Regions from separate parts of the Mus musculus genome. Here all the other regions are linked to region 1. The links are chromatin contacts, called in public HiChIP or PLAC-seq and promoter capture Hi-C maps. All regions are on one chromosome and are shown on one strand. The core of a region is the stretch at or near the end of the contact, and the rest is flanking DNA. Distances in the headings are between cores, read along the strand shown.

Evidence for each region. Promoter capture Hi-C pulls out the DNA fragments that hold promoters and counts their contacts. HiChIP or PLAC-seq counts read pairs in DNA pulled down with a chosen protein or histone mark.
Region 2: an H3K4me3 HiChIP or PLAC-seq map of embryonic forebrain shows a contact between it and region 1, with 8 times the contacts expected there. The contact joins the promoter of Rap1gap2 here to the promoter of 4732414G09Rik in region 1. A contact is called at or near these places in 3 of 39 promoter capture datasets (cranial neural crest, frontonasal cranial neural crest and maxillary cranial neural crest) and 5 of 115 datasets of contacts at active chromatin or transcription factors (embryonic forebrain, forebrain, neural tube and 1 more).
Region 3: a contact with region 1 is called in an H3K4me3 HiChIP or PLAC-seq map of craniofacial prominence, with 20 times the contacts expected there. The contact joins the enhancer-like site here to the promoter of 4732414G09Rik in region 1. A contact is called at or near these places in 7 of 39 promoter capture datasets (the 3T3-L1 cell line, the HPC-7 cell line, cranial neural crest and 4 more), 5 of 484 Hi-C or Micro-C datasets (the N1E-115 cell line, Th1 cells, cerebral cortex and 2 more), 15 of 115 datasets of contacts at active chromatin or transcription factors (SST interneurons, craniofacial prominence, embryonic fibroblasts and 10 more) and 1 of 9 other capture datasets (embryonic stem cells).
Region 4: an H3K4me3 HiChIP or PLAC-seq map of neural tube shows a contact between it and region 1, with 12 times the contacts expected there. The contact joins the enhancer-like site here to the promoter of 4732414G09Rik in region 1. A contact is called at or near these places in 4 of 39 promoter capture datasets (the 3T3-L1 cell line, cranial neural crest, hippocampal neurons and 1 more) and 5 of 115 datasets of contacts at active chromatin or transcription factors (embryonic forebrain, embryonic limb bud, embryonic stem cells and 2 more).
Region 5: a contact with region 1 is called in a promoter capture Hi-C map of cranial neural crest. The contact joins the enhancer-like site here to the promoter of 4732414G09Rik in region 1. A contact is called at or near these places in 6 of 39 promoter capture datasets (the HPC-7 cell line, cranial neural crest, embryonic stem cells and 3 more), 6 of 15 datasets of contacts at CTCF or cohesin (the NIH/3T3 cell line, embryonic stem cells, large pre-B cells and 2 more), 61 of 484 Hi-C or Micro-C datasets (B cells, the Ba/F3 cell line, the C2C12 cell line and 33 more), 23 of 115 datasets of contacts at active chromatin or transcription factors (PVALB interneurons, the SCID.adh cell line, SST interneurons and 13 more) and 2 of 9 other capture datasets (adipose tissue and embryonic stem cells).

The regions. Positions count from the first base shown.
Region 1 is chr11:73,017,535-73,020,175 of GRCm38.p6, forward strand. It overlaps 4732414G09Rik (RIKEN cDNA 4732414G09 gene), which reads right to left and starts at 1,307. Exons shown (of 3, transcript NR_152202.1): 1 at 1,123-1,307. It overlaps Camkk1 (calcium/calmodulin-dependent protein kinase kinase 1, alpha), which reads left to right and starts at 1,454. Exons shown (of 16, transcript NM_018883.3): 1 at 1,454-1,593.
Region 2 is chr11:74,588,855-74,591,495 of GRCm38.p6, forward strand. Rap1gap2 (RAP1 GTPase activating protein 2) reads right to left here and starts at 1,332. Exons shown (of 25, transcript NM_001015046.3): 1 at 1,106-1,332.
Region 3 is chr11:74,553,500-74,556,140 of GRCm38.p6, forward strand. All of the region lies in intron 2 of Rap1gap2 (RAP1 GTPase activating protein 2), which reads right to left. Among named protein-coding and RNA genes, the nearest start is that of Rap1gap2, 35 kb to the right of the region's middle. Within about 2 kb of position 1,347, at least 92 of the 459 cell types and tissues checked have an H3K27ac peak or open chromatin away from gene starts, as enhancers often do. A contact at or near this core is called in the HPC-7 cell line, the N1E-115 cell line, SST interneurons and 5 more, where this site is marked.
Region 4 is chr11:74,498,097-74,500,737 of GRCm38.p6, forward strand. The region is part of intron 2 of Rap1gap2 (RAP1 GTPase activating protein 2); the gene reads right to left. Among named protein-coding and RNA genes, the nearest start is that of Rap1gap2, 91 kb to the right of the region's middle. Within about 2 kb of position 1,290, at least 25 of the 459 cell types and tissues checked have an H3K27ac peak or open chromatin away from gene starts, as enhancers often do. A contact at or near this core is called in neural tube, where this site is marked.
Region 5 is chr11:74,383,740-74,386,380 of GRCm38.p6, forward strand. It overlaps Rap1gap2 (RAP1 GTPase activating protein 2), which reads right to left. Exons shown (of 25, transcript NM_001015046.3): 25 at 1-2,641. Among named protein-coding and RNA genes, the nearest start is that of Olfr412, 20 kb to the left of the region's middle. Within about 2 kb of position 1,327, at least 16 of the 459 cell types and tissues checked have an H3K27ac peak or open chromatin away from gene starts, as enhancers often do.

The DNA.
Region 1 (2,641 bases), core at 57-2,556:
TCCTTGCTTAGAATGCAAGAAGCCCTGGATTCAATCTTCAAAACTGGGGGTGGGGGGAGGAGTCTCTGTAGCCCAGCTCTTTCCTGAACTCCAGCCCTATAGATCCAATCCTCCAGTTACTGGACCCAATTATTCATTTCAACAAATACATGCTGGGCATGCATCAGGAGGTCAGGCTGTGCTGGGCGAATTCATCTCGACCCTTGCTCTCAAGAGTTCTTAGTCCAGACAGGACTCAGGTGAAGAGGTGCTGAGATCTGGAAAGCACTGAGAAAGGGCTGCTGGGCATTCCAGGTATCCAGAAGGTCATGGGGAAGGCTTCCTAGCAGCAGAGGCATTGAACTAAGTGCCAAAAGACAAGTGGGGTTTAGGCAGGCAAGTGGTGAGGGGTGAGCTATGGAGGGCTTGAGGGGACTTAGTGGCAAGCAGTGGAAGATCCTAAGAGGCAGCTCTCTGGTGTTCCTAGTGCCTGTTCTGGTTGTCCCAGAAAGGTTAATGGGAAGTGATACTGGATTGGGGTGAGGGGTGGGGCTGCTGCACTAATCAAGTGGAGGTATACTGCATGACCGTGGTGGTCGAGTTCAGGGAGGGGCAGATGGTGGGGAGAGAGAGAGAGAGAGAGAGAGAGAGAGAGAGAGAGAGAGAGAGAGAGAGAGACTTTAGGGATCTTAAGAGGCAACATGGCAGATCCTTGTGCTACACCCGGTTGGGTCAGAAAACCTGCTACACAGGTAACTCCTGGTTTCTAACTCCTGGTTTCTAACTCCTGTTTAAGACAGAGACACAGGTGAGACCAGGTTGGAGATAGCAACATGGGTCTGAGTTTGAGGCAAGCAGTGATGTGGGGCATCTCCAATAGACTAATAATAGCAGGATTGAACCAGGAGTCTGTGAGGGCAGTCCCCAGGCATAACCACAGTCAAGGCCACTTGGTCCTGGAGGGCTCTTTTTCATTCCCTCAGCCCAGCCAGTCACCTCCTGCTCCTCTCCAAACCTGAGTGCCGCCCCACCCCAGCACTCTGACGAATCTCCCTCCTCCTTCCCTCCCCCAACCCCCCCGGAGAACACTCAACTCCAGGCCCTTCTCCCAGGGCCTCTACCTAGCCTCTCCTTGGTACGCACCGGGCCTCATCCCGAAGGAGGGATGCTCTTGCCTCTAGAGACTAGGACACCGGATTGAGGACTCGAAAAAAGCATCGTACGCTTCAGGCCAGGCTGAGGGGCCCACGACGTGGCCTGAGGGACATCGGGTTCCCCGAGCCTGCTTGTCTGCGGGCGCCGGGGGCGTGACGCGTCGGGGCCCATCCGCAGGGCCCCTCCCGAGCCACCTCCTCCCGATCCCGTCGAGACCCGCCCCCTCTACCCCTGGGCGGGAGGACCGGACTCTGATTGGACATCTCTGCGGGGCGCTGCGCGGCACAGCCAATGATCGTGGGCCGGCGCGGCGGCGGGCGGGGGGAGCGAGCGCAGCCTGGAGCTGCGGCGCCAGCGGGTTGAGCCGGGCGATCCTAGCCCGGCAAGGCGGGCAGGGCGGGGCGCGCACAGCGGGAGCGAGCCTGGTGCCCACCGCAGAGACTGTCGCCAGGTGCCTAGGTAGGGGTCAGCAGCCGGGACTTGGAGTTGGAAACTGGGGTGCGGACGGCTGAGCCGCCCTGTGCAGCCAACGGGCTGTAGAAGGGTGGTCTACAAGGCCGGGTCTACGTGGGCAGCCGGAATCTGGTGTGCAGAGATTCCCGCTGTGTCTGCAGGGCCAGGTCCTCGGGATGGTTCCCTGAGCCCGCATCTGTCTAAGCCAGCTATGCGGGTGCCCGACCACCTGCGTTTCTTCCGCAGCTGCTGTCTGTGGGACTGCATAGAAGCCCCGCGCGCGCGGTGCCTTGGGCCCGGCTCTGGGTGGAGGCCGTGTCTATTCGGAGTGGGCCTGGACGGGTGCACCCACGTGTGGATCTCAGCAGAGCGCTTCTCCCACAGCCCTCCCGTGAGTCTTCCGTGGAGAGCTGGGGGCGGGGTGATGAATGGGACGGATGCAGCGAGCGACTTCAGCTGCTGCGCAGTCGTCCCCTGACTGAGTGAGGGTGGCGGAGGCGGCGCTGTGGTTTCTGGGTCTGGTGGGTACAGGATTGGTGCTCCGAGGGTGCACACGTGCGCGGGGAGCTGTGTGTGGTGTTTGGAGGCGGGTGTGCGTGCGTCACGTGGACACAAGAGTGTGCCTGTGTACCTGAGGGGTGCGTTTCAGGATGGAGTGGTGTGTGAGCACCGGTCACGAGGACAAGGATTACATCTGTCAGGGAAGGGGTGTGTGTCTGTCTTGAGGGTGTTACAGAGTGAGCAGAGCTAGCTGTCACATGCCTTGGGTCCCAGGACTGTGTCCCAGTGAGCTCCTCTCTTTGTCTTGGCCAGGTTCAGGGTGTGAGAGAAGCGCACAGCTGTGTCCTTGAAAATCCCAGGGAAAAGGAAGAGGCTGGGTCTTCTGCGCATCTCTACCTCTTCCATCCAACATACGCTGTGGGTCAGACTGTTCTAGACCCTACTACCTGCTCCTTGGTCCCCCACGCCCAGTCCTCAGACCAGGACTGGGGCTTATTTTAAACCTTATCCAAGTGAATTGCTTCCCTGCTTAAAGACTCCTTTGGTGTTAGAG
Region 2 (2,641 bases), core at 82-2,581, 1.6 Mb after region 1:
ACCTCTCCCAAGTCCTGAGGGAAATCACTGCCCAAGACCTCACAGGCCCTGAGTCACTCCCAGCCTCCAGGTAGCTGTGCAAGCTTTTCTGTTTATTCTTCGCCCACAGCAGGAGGAGCAGAGGGGATGAGAGCTTTCTTCACCAAGGGAAACTGAGACCTATGAGGCTCAAAGGATAGCATGCCCTGATACAGGTCCAGGACAATTCTAGTAATACCTTTAGAGGCGACCCTGATGGGAGCCATTCAGAGGCTGATCCATGAATTTCGAGCACAAACCCTGGTAACATGTAAATGCCCTTCAGATTCAGTAAGGGTGAAAGAAAGCTACAGCGGAAAGCAGTGTGCCCCTTACCAGCTCCCAAGTCAGACATAACAAGTATAGGCAAAACCAAAGTGCAATCTATAGAGTCCCTCTGTCCTGTAAACAGGACCCCCACCCTTGACTGTCACTGCCACACCCACCCAAGGCCTCTAGAAATGAGCATCAGGCTGCAAAGCTGGCCTTGCCCCGCAGGTCCATGAAAGTCTCTGGACCGATTACTCCAATTCTACTGCCTCTCCCTGGAACAGGCACAAGCTGGCTTGGGGACAGACAGGCTGGGGCTTCTGATCTTGCCAATAAAAACAAGTCCTCCCTCCCCAACCTAGCAGCCTAGCTTCAGCATCCTCTTGGGGTTCCTGGCTTCTTTCCTTTACTGCCACCTGTAAACACCCACGTCTGACCTCCATCTCGGTCAGCGTCTTTCACCAGACTCCAACAGGGAGCTGACCAACATCACATGCACACACACGCGCGCGCGAGCCCGCGCACACACACACACACACACACACACACACACACACACACGCCCCTCTTCATGGTGTGTATGCTGTGTCGCATCCGCGCACCCGGCAGGGATTTCTGTGGACTGTCACCCTACCTCCCAGTGAGCCCAACTGCTTGGTGCGATGGGCGCGCGGAGCTCACCGGGGCCATCAGTGCTTTGCCAACACACACATCCACTCTCACAGCATCCTCTCCAATTCCACGCTCAGTCACACCCAGGACTCGCGTCCAGATGCACGCCGGCTGTGAAATTACAACCTAGCCCAGAGCCACTGACCTTCCCACACTCCCGACGTGGACAGAATGTCAATAGTCAGTCCTGCCGGCTCACCCAACGCGCGCGCTGGTCGGCGCGGCGCCCACAGCTCTCCATCAGGACCGAGCCCCCTCCTCCTCAACGCGGGGTTCCCTCGCAGCCCGCCCAGCCGCGTGCACCGTCACCGCGGCGCGCACACGCGCACACCGGCCGGCACAAAGCTGCGCCCTGCCACCCGCCGGCGGCCGCTCGCACACCTGGCGGGCGCGCCCCCGGCCTACGGAGCGCGCACACGCAGTCTCTGCCCTAGTCCGCTAGATCCCGCACTCCCGTCCCTCGGGGCTTTTCGGAGCTGGGTCCCAGCGGCGCCCACCGCGCAGCAGCGGGAGACCGGGCTGGGTTTGGGATACGGCGGTACTAATCGTCGAACGCCCTGAGGGATGCTCGTGTCCGCGCTGTCAGGGTATTGCCCCGGGGCGGCTCCTCCTGAACAAAGGCGCAGGGTGGGGCAGGTCCTGGGGATCCCAGAGAATGAAGGGAGAAGCCCACCTGCCCGCAAAGGTTCCTGAATCATAGGGCGCACGACACTGGGGGACTGAGAAGCTGAAAGATTCCTGGATTCCTGGTGGGACTCTCCTGAAAGTGTGCTATTGGAACTTGGAAGTAGGAGATCAGGGACTGCCGAAAACCCTGACGCTGACCCCTGACTGGGACGCGACAACCTACAGCTTTGATTCATTCCCTCCGAAGACTCCATCCCATCTTCCACCAAACCAAAGATGCTCCTGAACTTGAAGATGTTGAGGGACCGATGTTCCAGACATTCTCCGTAACCCCCACAGCAGGCAGCCTCTGATGCGCCTCCATTAATGGGAAGCTCATTCCCTGGAGGCAGCACTCCGGCAGCTTAAGCCCGAAAACATCTTTTATTTGCACGGAAATCTTCCTCAGTCCTAACCGTTGGACATAGCTCATTCTGTTCTGGCCACGATGTTCTGCGTCTAGAACATACCTCACACTTACTGTTTTCTTTGCAGAGATATAGTCTTACATCGGTGTCCTGCGCTCCCCTCCCCTAGCTAACGCTCTCATCACCACGGTCTCTGTATGGCTGCCCCTTTGTGTGGTCCAAGACCTCTTTCCATGCAAGTCACTTATCTGCGTGCCCTATTTTAGACTTCTGAGCAATCTTATCGGCTTGACAAACTATCTCCATGTTTGCATACTGATGGTTGGCCTTTCACACTCCAGTGTGTGTCCTATGTCAGGCAGAACCCTTGCCTGGACCACTCTAACCCCAGAACCTGGCCCAGAGCACAGTCACAATGCTCAGTGTTAGAAGGAAGTAAGGAAGGCAGGGACGGTGGACAGACCACAGTCTGGATCCTGAAATGCTAAGTACCGGGCATTGGAGGTTCTGGCTTGGGATCCAGTAGGGGAAAGGAGCTGTCAAGTGCCCACGGAACCAACAGACAGACAGCTTTACAATAGAGAGAACATCTCCTTCCCTTTGGATCCTATCCTGAGCACTTGAACCCCAAGATTCCAGGGCTGGTC
Region 3 (2,641 bases), core at 97-2,596, 1.5 Mb after region 1:
AGATTACTTCTAATCGTATGAAACTGAAGAGATGGCCCAGTCTATAAAGTGCTTGCCAAACAAGCATGAGGACTTGGGTTCAATCCCCATCCATGTGATATGTGTGTGTGTGTGTGTGTGTGTGTGACTGGAGTGCACACCTGTAATCCCAGTCCTGAGGAGCCACAGACAGAGGTCCCTGTGGTTCGCTGACTAAACAATCTAGCAGAAGTGGCAAGCCAATAAGAGAGTGTCTCAAAACTAAGGGGAACAAAAGGAATAAATGAGCTGGAGAGTAGTCGAGTGGAGAGCAGCTGAGAAAGACACCAAACATCAACCCCTGGTCTCCATACACATGGGAACATATACATTCTTACTACCCCTGGCCTCCACACACACAGGAACATATTCATCTATACTACCCTGGCCTCCATACACAGGGGAACACATACATCTATACCACCCTGGCCCCATACACACAGAGACACAGACGTCTATACTACCCTGGTCCCCATACACACAGGAACATACCATACATACACACACAAAATAAATTCTGACATATGCTGCAACACCAATGGATCTGGAAGCCTCTATAGTAAGTGGCCATGGGAAAGAAGATGATAGGGAATGAAGAGCTATTATGGAGTGGGTGCAGAGATCCATTTACGATAATAAAGTGCACACTGATGCACAGCAAGGCTCGAGCGCCTAATACCACTGAGCGATGCACCTAAGGGGCTAACAAGGTATGTTTTGGAAATGTAGCTCCTAGCATGGACACCCACTCTGCATAAACCATGCATGGTGGCGTAAGCCTGTAATCCCAGCATTTGGGACGTGGAGGCAAGAAGAGGGTTAGAAGTTCAAGGTTTTTCTTAGCTACATAATGAGTTTAAGGTCAGACTGGGCTAGGTGAGACTCTGTCAGAAGGGAGAAGAGAGAGAGGGAGTCAGAGAGGGAGGGAAGAAGGAAGGAAGGGAGGGAAGGAGAAAGGGAGGGAGGAAACTTTTTCTATTATATATATTATATTAAAATGAAAAGAGTTGGTGAATGTTAGATTAAAATGATAGCTGTCAGCTGAGGGTGTCGCTCAGCCCTGGAGCACCTGCCTGGCATGCACGAGGCCAGGTTTAAGTTCCAGATCCACATCAGAACTGTTAGCAATGGTCCATCCGTTTTGGGCCTCAAGTATCCAGATGCCTAGCACAGCACTACCTAAGGCAGGGAGGGAGGGAGGAGAGAAGGAAGGGGAAGTCCTGAGTTTAGAGGAGACAAGGAAGCCAGCTCAGAAGGCAGGAAGGCCCTGGAAGCCTGCAGCGCAGGCTTTCCATCTTCCCTCCCCCTCATTCTCCTGTTTGCCACACAGTGGTTGCTATGGAAACAAGGGGCACCTTGGGCTCCTAGAGCTCAGCCCAGGTGCTGCTACTCTGGGAATAATACCAGCATGTAAGAGAAAGGCCCAGTCCTCAGGGCTTTGTGTACACACACACACACACACACACACACACACACACACACAGACACACACACACTCGTCTACCCCCAGCGCCTCCTGTCTGTCTAGTGACCTCTGTCGTCATCGGGTAGACGTGAGTGGATGCGCACATCAATCCAGCTTGCTCTGGTGGGTCCGTGGGGGTGTTTACAGTCCTGTGGGCATGTCGTGCGGTTCTGTATGCGATCACACAGCCCAGGACTATTGTACACCACCAGAAGCACTATGATTAGACACCGTGCTCCACGCTTCTCCTGAGCTATCACGCTCAAAGCTCACAGCAGCACCGTGTGTAGCACTATTAATATTCACTGGTAAGGAAACTGGAGCACAGGAAGGTTGTGTGGTTTCCCTAAGTACACCCAGAGCATGTGAACCTGACCACTGGATCTGCACTGTGGGAACAGAGCTTAAAATATATATATGTATTTGCTTATTTTAGCCAAGGTGTACCCTTTAATCCCAGCACTTGGAAGGCAGAGGCATGCAGAGCACTATGAGTTCGAGGCCAGCCTGGTTTACAGGGTGAGTTCCAGGACAGCCAGGGCTACAGAGAGAAACCCTCAAAAGAGAAAAAAAAACAAACAAAAAAAATGTATTTTTACTTTATGTATATTAGTGTTTGCCTGCATGTATGTCTGTGTACCACATGCATACCTGAAACCTGGAGAGGCCAGGAAAGGACACTAGATCTCCTGGAACTGGAGTTACAGAGGGTTGTAAACTGCCATGTAGATGCTGGGAATTGAACCCTGGTCCTTTGCCAGAGTATCCGGTGCTCTTAACCCCTGAGTCATCTTCCCCAGACCCAAAGGTGAAAGCCCTTTAAACAAACTAGATCCCAAGCAGCTGTGGCCTACCTCACCTCAAGGACCACGTCCTGCCGTGGTAACAAACACCAAGGCTTCTTGAGCCCCACCCAAGGGTGATAAAGAGGAGTCCCTCAGATGGGGCCCAAGGAGCTGCCTTTTAACCCAGCCCCTGGACTGATCTGCCTGGCCAGCAGAGTAACCAGCCACTGATTCAACCTACACTGGTCATAGCAGAATGGAGGTGGGGCTGTACCTCCTGAATCCAGCTCCTGAGCTCAGTAACTAACAGGCCTGTGAAACTCCTCCTGCAGCCGCAGCTCCTGTCTACCACAGGCATCTAAAGGCAGCCAAG
Region 4 (2,641 bases), core at 40-2,539, 1.5 Mb after region 1:
AATATTTATTTTTAATTACATTATTATTATGCATATGAGTGTTTTGCCTGCATGGATGTATGAGCACAAGGTGGCTTCCTGGTGCCTGTGGAAGTCAAAAGATACAGATGGTTGTGACCTGCCATGTGGGTGCTGAGAATCAAACGTGGATCCTCTATAAGAGCAGCAGTGCTCTTAACCACTTGAGCCAACTCGACAGCCTGAGAATGTTATCCCCCCCCCTTACTGGTTAACCAACTACCAAAAGTCTCTTCAAGCCTGTAACCCCTGCACTTCACTTAGGAGACAATATCTGGACACAGTTCAAGTATAAGAACATGCAATTAATATCTGGAATATTATGAGTTTGAGTTTAACCTGGGATATGTGTATGTAATTCATACATACGTGCATATTTGTCTCAAAACCACAAGAGCAGAGAATGTAAGTGTGTAGCAGAGCAGCGGTTCTCAACCTGTGGATCACAACCCCTTTGAGAGTTAACTGACCCTTGCACCAGAGTTGCAAATCAGATATCCTGCATATCAGATATTTATATTACACTTCATTACAGTAGCAAGATTACAGTTAGGAAGTAAGAATAAAAAGTAGTTTTATGGTTGGGGTTCACTACAACATGTGGAACAGCATTAAAGGGTCACAGCACTAGGAAGGTTGAAAACCACTGTAGTAACCTCTTAGGGTAAGGCCTTGATTGCTATAATTCTATTTCTGATATTTATGTTTTCTTTTAATTGTTTGTTTACATGTATTTACTGTAGAGGAGGGGGTACATGTGGGAGTAAAAGGGCATTGTGTGAGAGTCAGCTCTCATTTCATCCTGTGGGTCCCCAACCATCCTGTGGGTCCCCAATCATCCTGTGGGTCCCCAACCATCCTGTGGGTACCTGGACACAGACTCGGGTCCTCAGATTTGACAGCGAACATCTTTACCTACTGAGCCCTCCCTCTTGCCAGCCCCTTGATCTTCACATTTCTGTTGTAAATATTAATACAGAACCCTAAGGGAAATGTTTTCAGAGAATCCAGGGGCATCTAATGAAGTGGCCTAGGTGGGGGTAGAAGCCCTGCCACATCTGCTTTCTGTCTTTCTGAAGTGACATGTCAAACTACAGTGTCAGGCCCCAGAGAGCAGACCCAGCACCTGCCACAGGGAATCAGGGCTGAGAAAAGACTGGCATCTTGGGCCTTTCTGCTGAATCATTTCTAGCTGCCCCGGTCACTTAAGTGACAAGATGATACATCAACTTCAGTATCGCTGAAGGGTCTGCCCTGGAGGCAGAGCTCTTCTCCCTCGGGGGTACTAAAGCCAGTCTCAGCAGCAGCTGGAGCCACTGAGAATGAAGGATCCCTGCCCAGGGTCGCCATCTCCCCCTCCCAGATTCACTCTGTGCCCCAGTTTGCAAGACCAAATGATGGCAGGAAGAGGCCACTCCTAAGCCAGCCAAAAAGTTATCCAAGCAAGCAGACACAGCTTAATCCCCCTCATCACGGAACTGGTACAAGCACAGGAGAGAACCACTGAGCCTCTCCCCACTAGAGGAGCCAATCACAGCTACAGGACTCTGAGAGGGTCATGGCCGAGGCCCTGCTGGCCTCTGGCATGCTCCCAGACACTGGTTCAGCCCCACAAGTCACCTGGTCCCTCTCAACATCTGGAGACTATTTGTGGAAAGAAGAGCTCCTGATCTGTGCCCGCCCGAGGGGAAGCTTGAAGAAGCCTTCCAGGCAGATCCTGCCAGCGATGGGCCTATTTACATAGCAGGCTATGGGCACTCAGAGCAGGAACTGCCTGCCGCACATCTCTGTCTTGCTTCCAGGGTGCATGCCTATGCTACAGGCCCTCAAAACACTATCTGCTTGTTTGCATAGATCCTACACACAGCCTCTCCTCCACTTTGTTTTTTTATGTGTGTGGGTGTTTTGCCTTTATGTGTGTCTAAGAACCACGTGTATGCATGATGCTAGGGGCAGGGGGGCGGGGGACAGTGCACAAGAGGGCATTCAATCCCCTGAAATTAGTGTTATAGACAGTTATGATCTTTCAAATGAGTACCAGGAATCAACCCCATCTCCTCTAGAGGAACAACCAATCTTCTTTACCACTGAGCCATCTTCCTAGCCCCTTCCCATACACTTTAAGATGTCTCTACCTATAATGCCTAACCCAGGAAAAATGTATGGAGTTGTTATGTTGTTTAAGGAATAGTGGGAAGAAAGGTCTACACATATTCAGTGAAAGTGTGTGTGTGTGTGTGTGTGTGGTAAGTGTGGTATGGGTGGTATGGGTGTATGTGTGGGGATATGTATGGGGGTACTTATTGTGGGAGTGTGTGTGTGTGTGTGTGTGTGTGTGTATGTCAAATATTTTGAATCTATGGTTGATTGAACTCAGGAATGTGGTCCCTGGGACTATGGAGGGCCAAGCCATAACAATCTTCAGTGGCTGTGTTTATGTGTTTACTACGGTCACCTTCCATGTCAAACACAGTTCTGTGAGGCTGCTCAGGATGAAGCATGAAGTTTCCTCTCATCTAGGAAGGAGTCGGCTCTGGCTCGGGAGAAGCTGAATGCTAGCTAAAGAAACTGAACCACCTGTGCATGCTGGATGAAAGGAAGGGGAGGAGGAACGAACGGAAGG
Region 5 (2,641 bases), core at 77-2,576, 1.4 Mb after region 1:
TGGGCATCTCTTCACATGGCAACCCCGGCACCCTGGGAGCTGGAGATCAGGCGGGGACATCACAAGTTGGCATAGACGCTAAGGAGTGGGAAGGGGAATTTCACCCTTTCAAGTGGAAATGTCACAGAACCAAAGACAATGGCAACTGATTCCAGTCTTGCAGCCAAGCGCACTATCCGCTGGGGGTGTTAAGGCCCAGGTCAAAGCCACTGCCCCAGCTACTACTCACTGCAGACGGCCCTTGGCTCTGGGCATCCAAAGAAGCACATAGCCTGGCTGCAAAGAGACACGGGATTGGTGTGGGCAAGCGGCTGGTGGCAAAACAGACACCAGAGTTTCGTAGGATGCCTCAGAAGCCCTCCACCGAGTGGGCGGCAGGATCAGCCTTGTTCATTGTGCCAACCTGTCTTTGTCTTTGATTGAGGGGTAACTAGAAGCTGGGGAGGGAACATGGGGTTCCAGAGTATGGCTAACTAACCTGGTTGCTGCTGGCCCAGAAGCCATATGTTCTATCGGAACCCCAGGACCCAACACACGTACACACAACACAGCTGTCTTTGCAGACCAAGAAACAAAGGACAAAAGGTGATGTTTGAGTTGGCACCATAAAGGGTCAAAGAAAAGAAAATGACACTGGCTGTGCCCTGCCTGGTCACCTGAGCTGGGCTTTTATTACCCATCTCCATTTTAAAACCTGGAGAGGCCTGGGCCTAGACTCAGCGGCAGAGCCCTCACTCAGCATGAGCAAGGCCTTGGGGACGTTCCCAGCACCACCAAAAAATGAGGAAGGGAGGGATGGAGAGAGGGAGGAAGAAAAGATATATCAGAGAATTAGTTCATTTTATCATCTTCTGTCCTGATTTCGAACAAAGAAGTCAAGGGTAGCTAATGCATTTTGTCCAGATGACTTTGTCCCAGTCACTGAAAACCCAAAGAAGCACTTGACTGCAATCCCTCCTCCTCCATTTCCCAAGCCCCCGGGTCCTCACTGATCGAAGCTTGTCATGCTGGAAAAGAGCAGAGGCAGAGGCCCTATCAATACCTCGGACCTCAGCACCTGCCCGCCAGTGCAGAGACCCCAGCTACCAGGCTTCCTCAAAACCCAGGCTCCAGGAAATGCAACTGCTTGCTGTGCCAACAGTAAGTACAGTTGGTATGCAGGAACGGGCTCAAGGCGGCTGTGTGGCCTCAGGCAAGTTCTTTCTGTTCATCTGGAGGATGACATGGTCTGTTGAGATGCAAACAGGGCCTAGGAGGCTTGAGTATCAAAAAGGGCCCACAAAACTGAAGTCCAGATGGTTTTCCAAGAAACACCATTTGACATTCATTATCACAGAGAGAGAAACTCTGGCTAAGGCCTTCTATCTGGAGCCCTCCCACATCTGCTTTAGTGTATCAACAGAGCTGGGGGCATCTGGATGCCTATTAACACCTGCAAAATATAGTTTCCAGAGTTGTGACCAGGAGAACCCCTTGTGGAAGTAACAGTGGAAATGTCCCCCCACATCCAAGCAGAAGTATCGGCTACAGAGGCTCAGTCACATGAAGGGGCCTCAGCAAGGCTCGGAGCCCTAAGACTTGGTACAGCCATGAAAGGAAAGACTGGATCAGAGTGTGGAGGAACAGCCTCCAGCCCAGAGGGCTGAGAGGAGACTGGGCCCTGCCATTATTCTACTCCCGTTAAGCAGAGAACTTGAGCTGGGCTGGCGGTACCTACTCTGGAAGCCACAGGATGACCTATTAGATAGAGAGAGGCATGAGCAGAGGGCAGGGGCATCTCATATCCTGCCCAGAGTACCTCAGCAGCAAACCAAGGGTGAGGACCACAGCCAGGGCCTCTCAGTTCCTCAGCACACAGTCATCCAGCCCAGAGGTAATGCCTGCAGGCAGAGTAGCCAAAGCAGTGGGGACGAGGCTTATAAGGTTTCCAGACAGCGTGGGACAACCTGAAAGCCCCTGAAGAGCCCCAGACCACAATACAACATAGCACAATCACCAAGTGGGGAAAACTGCCCAACACAGAGAAGGGAGCCAGAGTCCTGTAATAGTTTCAAAGAAAACACGGTTTGACCTTTCAAGTTCAAGCAGAAACCTGCCAGCAGAACACTGCCAGAATCCACCCGCCTTCTTCCAGCCCCGGCTGCCGCTACGCTGGCTTTTAATAAAAGATAAACAGATATTCTGTTGACCTTCTAACTAGAACAAATCTTACCAGACTAGTATTTCACGTAAGCAGGTTTCCTAAGTGGAGTGAGGGATGAGCTCCCCCTCCCCTGGCTGCACGCAAGTGCGTGGGGGATGAAGGACCAAAACTGTGCTCAGATGACAAAGGCAGCAGAAACAGTTACTATACCAGCCCCAAAGGCTGTTCCACCCTTCTGTACTTTGGCTTGGGAATAGGAGCCTCTGCAGGCAAAGCACTTGGTTGGAAATTCTTGTCATCTGCTCGATGACACAGGAGCCCAGAACCAAGCAGCCCTGTGCCACAGACCCATGTGTACTTAATGAGGTGGGATCTTCAAGTGCCTGCTGTGTAGAGCCAGCGTTTAGCCTGTTGGATGCTCTATTCTACACCCAGCAGCAGAACCTTCCTGCAAACCTGGAAGACTGAGGAGCCAAAGACAGCTTCTCAGTCTTCAGG